Regions from separate parts of the Gasterosteus aculeatus genome. Here region 2 is linked to region 1. A link is a contact called in public Hi-C data. All regions are on one chromosome and are shown on one strand. Each heading gives the region's core, a stretch centred on a gene start, on an enhancer-like site or on the middle of the called end of the contact. The rest is flanking DNA. Distances are from core to core; before and after follow the strand shown.

Region 1 (2,700 bases), core at 142-2,641:
GCCTCCACCTGGAGCATGTTGAAACACAACGTGAAGATGGAGAGGAGCGGTTTCTGCTCGGCGTGTTCTCCCCCAACCACGATGGCGTCGAAGATCTCGTCACATCCGACTGCCTCCACCTTCTCCCTCTGAGTCTGAGCCTCCCCGTTGGTCAGCAGCAGCAGCTTGTATCGGCCGCGCAGCTCCCTCAGGAGGGCGCGGATCTCAGGGGAAAGACTGAGGAACTCCAGGCGGCTGCTTTTCCACAGGTAGTAGCACTGAGAAGCCAGCGAGTGTGGGGGGCAACGACTGCCCGCAGCCTCCAGGATGCTCTCCTCCCAGTGACCCACGCGGACCTCATCAATAGATCTGCCGGCCGAGGGGTCAAAGGTCTCCTGGAAAAGCTTCTGCTTGAACTTGTCACAAATACTGCTGACGGTGATGTCGTCTACGCCCAGCGAAGTCTTCAAAAGTTCACTGGTCTGTAAGATAGAAATAGAAAAAACATTAAAGGATATAGAACATTTATGCAAATATACACAAGTGGTCAAGGATAGCTGGTCAAGTTTAAATCAAAGTGCAAGAAAACTGTCCACGGTGGGAGAGGCAGGTGGTACAGACCGTTGAGGTCGAGGTGGGGCTTTAAAACACCCATTCAGAGAAAGATTTAACCACGGGGCTTCTGGTTGGTTATTTTTCTAACCAAATCAGGCAAAACGTACGTCTCGGATACATTAAACCTCATCCAGGATTCAGACCTTCCTTATAATTTGACTTATTGATCATATAAAAAAACTACAATTAAAGTATGTAAAGTAAAAGGAGTCATCAAGCAGGATCTATACCTTATACTTCCATCGTTTATCAGGTTTTAGTGGGGCAGAGCTCTACACGAGATCACTAAACTCCATGTACAAATATTAGTGATAGTTGACCCACCCTGACAGGTGCAAACACAATAAGGTGTGTGTGTGAGGGGGGGGGGGGGGGCAGAGATAAGTTGTACATAATAAAGTTGTACATAATAAGTGATCATTAGGTGTAATGATCACTTATTATGTACAACTTTATTTGTATTAAGTAACTCGATCCATCATGAAGAAGAGTAAAAGAAGGGCCCCTTTAACTGAGTCCATGGAGCCGTTGCTATCAGCAGTCTCTGCCAGCGTTACAGACACGGGAGCTAACGTTAGCTGTAAATGCTACAGGACGAGTGAGGTCATCACCTTTGTGATCGCCATTCCTCCCGCCCGACTCGTCTCAATGAGCGTGTTGTCCAGGTCGAACAGTATCGCCTTCACGGCCTGACCGTCCATCGCCGCGGCGCGACTGCTTCCCTCCCCCCGAACAACCGTGTTTCACACCGCAGACAGCGCGCGCTGAGCCCGGTGCGGAAGTAGCCCGCTGCCGGGCGAACTGCATGGTGGGAGTTGCAGTTTAGTTTATATGTGTGTGCAGCGCTGGCGAGTTTCTCCCTCGAGAGGACGCCACTAAATCAAAAATACAAGCTGTGTTGGAGTTTCTTTTTTTGGCCACAATATTCTCAGATCACACTTCACTTATAACCACTTAAATGACAAGACAATATAAATGTTTGTGCCATTTCAAAATAAAGTCAAGAGGCCGGCTTGTACCTCAGCAGTTGTGTCGATAAAACTTTAATTTAATTTAAAAATGTTATTTACATATATAATATAAGTATTGAGGATTGGCTCACAAAAACAAATCAGAAAAAAACGTGATTATATATATTGTAGTGGCTCTCGCTTATGAAGCTGACGTGCTCTTTTATTATGAAACAGGCTACTGTGGGCCGCAGCCTACGCCAAAACAAAACAACCGCTTTCAATATATAATATATATAAAAAGTCTTAAAGCGAGGATTTTGCTTTGCGTCGTTATTATACAGGGTTCTAGAAAGCACAAGCTATTTTCCCTTATGGGCATGCTTCTAATTTCCGACTGAACTGTAACAAAAACCTGCTTATATTAAACTTTCATTATAAATTATTTATAGACCGCAATAATCCAAAGAACTGTCAGTGTCATCACTTATCTTATCAAATTTCCTCTACGTGACACTTGACCATGCATGTTGCCAATTAAAACACACATGAGACACACTTTAGAATTCAAAACATACCAAAACTATTATGCAACCTTTCCTTTAACTTCTCTTAACTGGCAATGTGCCAGAGGTTCACACGCAACAGTGTGCAGGCCTGTTTTAATCCCCAGAAATCACAACAATAGTTTCTCACATTACCTAACAGCATTCTTAGTTGCAGCTCATGTGCTCTCGTCTTTAAAAACAACCGTCCTGACCTATTTATTTTAATCACCTCGGTCAAAAAAAATGACAACTATAAATCAAAAAATGATGTGAGAAGCCTAGACTGCTATTACCCATGAGAACAATCCACGTCTACCGCTTGCATGCGAAGGAGGAACACGCTTGTCTAAATGACAGGCGTGCAGCAAATAAGCTCAAAACCTTTTATCGCCCGTAACCTTAAAACGGCAAGAGAAACGTAAGCACGTGTGAAGAGTGAACCAGTGCAAAGATGGAATTCCCCTTTTGATGGAGGAAGGGATAGAGGGAGAGGGGGGGGACAACAGCAAATGACCCCCCTAACAGGCTGCTAGTGATTCTTCTGAGGGACTGGTGAGACCTGGTGTCTTCGTCTGCTAGACACCATTCCTCTTTTATCTGTGCAGGTG
Region 2 (2,904 bases), core at 165-2,664, 85 kb after region 1:
CTCGGTACAGAGCGATGAATCCCCGTTAAAAGCTTCTCCGTCTATTGTAATCAGGGATCTATTTTGTAGATGGGTTGCTGTAAACTATTGTGAGGCCTGACGCGTATTAGCGATCAAAGCGACAATTAACATTTCTGAGCTTTAACCTTATAATTCGGAGGATCTTCAGATAATCACGGCACCTCCGGGGTCGTCCAACTTCCATCATCCCCCGTAGCAGGGTGGGGTCAAAGGGTCGGCAGAGAGCTAAGCACGGCCTGCGCCGTTTGGGTGGCGGCGATAGGATTGAACCGCATCACGCAACGTAAAGACGGTGGAAATATAACATCTCACTGCAGGCTGAAAAAAATGTTCAATCAAGGGTTTTTCTAAGGCTCTTTTACAAAAGTTATGTTTTACTAATGAGATTATCTACGCTCACTCCAGGGGGGGGGGGGGGAGTGGAATGACTCAACTGTTTTGTGGCCTGGCCTGATCCCAAGTCCTTTGCATGCAACCTGCTAATTCGTCCGGCTGGCTAATGAGCGGCTTGCGTGCCGGTAGCTCATTAGCTGCCGCGTCAGAAACGGTCACCAAACATGTCACATGCCCCCCCTTGTTCAGCGCCCCCGCCGCCAGGAGCAGAGACGGACATGACCCACTCAGCTTGGGGCAGTTAGGGCTGGTGTTGGTGTGGTTTATGCCACTTGAATCATACCGGTCTTATAAGTGTTACATCACTAAGATCTGGTGGATCAAGATTTAAAAAATATATAACATTTGGGAAAGTTGTGGCCGATGTTGTGGTTGATTTAATACAAGTAAAACTATTTGTTTTCCTAATAGGGAAGTTATACACAGCTTATAAATTGCATTCATAGTTATTGTAATGCCCTTTATGTCGGTCATTCTTTTCAATCGCCAATATGTATGACCTTTTACCTCCTTTGTGCTCAATTTATTACATTTAAGTATTTTAATGCAATCAAAGGTTGATTTAACTGTGATGTGCTTGCATGAAGAAAAATTATTATTACAAAATGACACGACAACGCCTCCGATGACGAACCTCTCATCTTCTGTTGTGTGATTATTATCAGTCAACTTTGATCCAAGCTTTCAAGGGAAACTCCTGTAGAGAAAAAAAGTAAATGTAGAAAAATACTGCAATTTTAGACACCAGACGAGGAGTAAGCGTTGTGGTCTGACGATTGCTGCAATTCCCGACTAACTCCTTCTCATGTAGGAAAAAACGTGATTGTGGTTAAAAATGTGATTATTCTTTTGGCGTTGAGCTTCTTCTGGTTCTTTGCTCTCTTTGTTGTGTCTTATTGTGGAACCACTGGGTGGCACCCTGCCATCATAAAATCCTCCGTCCATCTGATGACAGATAATCATTTCTCTCTGTGATCCTTTTGTCCACATGGCACAGGGACCCAAAACAAACAGTAACAGCAACACGGCACTGGGTGGACTCGTAGTGGGGCTCTGGTTTCAGTATTCACAGATCTAGCACACTGGGGAGGCACTTTTGGGACGTTTTTGTTCTACGAGGACTTTGACTGTGAAAAGAAAGATGAGATGAGAACATATATATATATATATATATATATATATATATATATATATATATATATATATATATATATAACTGTTTAAGTTCAGCACCAACGTATTATGACCGCTGTTGTATTAAGAAGGGCCTCTTGCTGGCTCTGATCTGGCAAATGAGCTTAATCCTTGCATGCGAACTGATCCGTTAAAGCCCTAAAATGATCCGATCCGGGGGGCGGGGGGGGGGGGGGGATCTAAATTACATAAATCTTATAAGAAGAGTTTAACAACTTAGAAAGTGGAGTGGTCACAATACAGCTGCCGTATGACTGAAATCTTACAAAATGATGTTCTTTTCTAAATCCGCTCTGTAATCTCACATGAAACCCTTTTTTGTGTGTCGTGTTTAAGCCAATTACATGGACACAGCAAGCCGTGTGCAAAGTTTTTGTTTGTTCTTAAGGGGTCACGGTTCAGTTTGCGGCCTTGACATTGCTAAAACCTGCGCGCAATATTTCTGCGTGAAACGTAAACATGGTGAAAAGCGCTTTGAGGCGACGCATCAGAGAAGCCCGGGAGACCTTTGACACGTTGACTGACAGCTACATGTTTAACTGTGGGAAGATAATTAGTCTGCAAAGAACAGACAGGACGTGAATCCGCTGGAGTTCGGTGGCGTGTTTCCTGATGAAGAAACGAGGGAAAGCTCTTCAAAGAGGACTGAACTGTCAAACTAGTGTTCGGTGCCTCCAGCATATAGAGTTGGGGGGGTGGGGGGGTATGAATCAAGGGGTTTTTAATTCATCACCGCAAGAAATCCTCAATGAAAAACATAAGCACAATGTTCTTTTTACTGCAACATGGTGTTAATTATTTAACCTCATGCGCCATCTAGTGTTCGAAAGAACAAGGTGCAACACAAACTATGAACATACAAGACGTCAATAAAGAAGAGAAAACGTGTATTGAAACACTTGTAGGGAACCAACATTAATGCAATGTGCTTTGGTAATTCACATTATGCTATGAAATTTTGACGCCTGTTGATAAAAGCTGTCATGTTTATAATAGTCTCTTTCTAATCATTAACCATCGACACAATCTCCATTCTCTCAGGTGTGTGCAGTAAATCCTTTATTAGACACCCAATCAACATCATCGCATTGTTAGAGGAGGAAAAGTGGTTTAATCCACCTGCAATCGATATGTATAAGCCATTATAATCCAGTAACTTGTTTTAAAGGGGGGACTGCTGGGTTGTGCTGTGCTTTGTTGACCCTGCTGTCCTTTGGGACTTTTCCTGACCACGCCCACTTGGCATGTTTGATTTGTAAGAGCTGGGTCTGTGTCTGCTGGGGCCTTTCTTTACTT

Evidence for each region. A called contact is a pair of places that touch in the nucleus more often than the background predicts.
Region 2: a Hi-C map of whole body shows a contact between it and region 1, with 6 times the contacts expected there. The contact joins the enhancer-like site here to the promoter of nanp in region 1. A contact is called at or near these places in 3 of 6 Hi-C or Micro-C datasets (skeletal muscle, tail fin and whole body).

Annotation. Positions count from the first base shown.
Region 1 is chr6:5,061,041-5,063,740 of fGasAcu3.hap1.1, forward strand. nanp (N-acetylneuraminic acid phosphatase) reads right to left here and starts at 1,392. Exons shown (of 2, transcript XM_040178104.2): 1 at 1,206-1,392; 2 at 1-461. The coding sequence starts at 1,295.
Region 2 is chr6:5,146,072-5,148,975 of fGasAcu3.hap1.1, forward strand. No RefSeq gene overlaps it. Among protein-coding and RNA genes, the nearest start is that of opn3, 15 kb to the right of the region's middle. Within about 2 kb of position 1,415, at least 1 of the 9 cell types and tissues checked has open chromatin away from gene starts, as enhancers often do.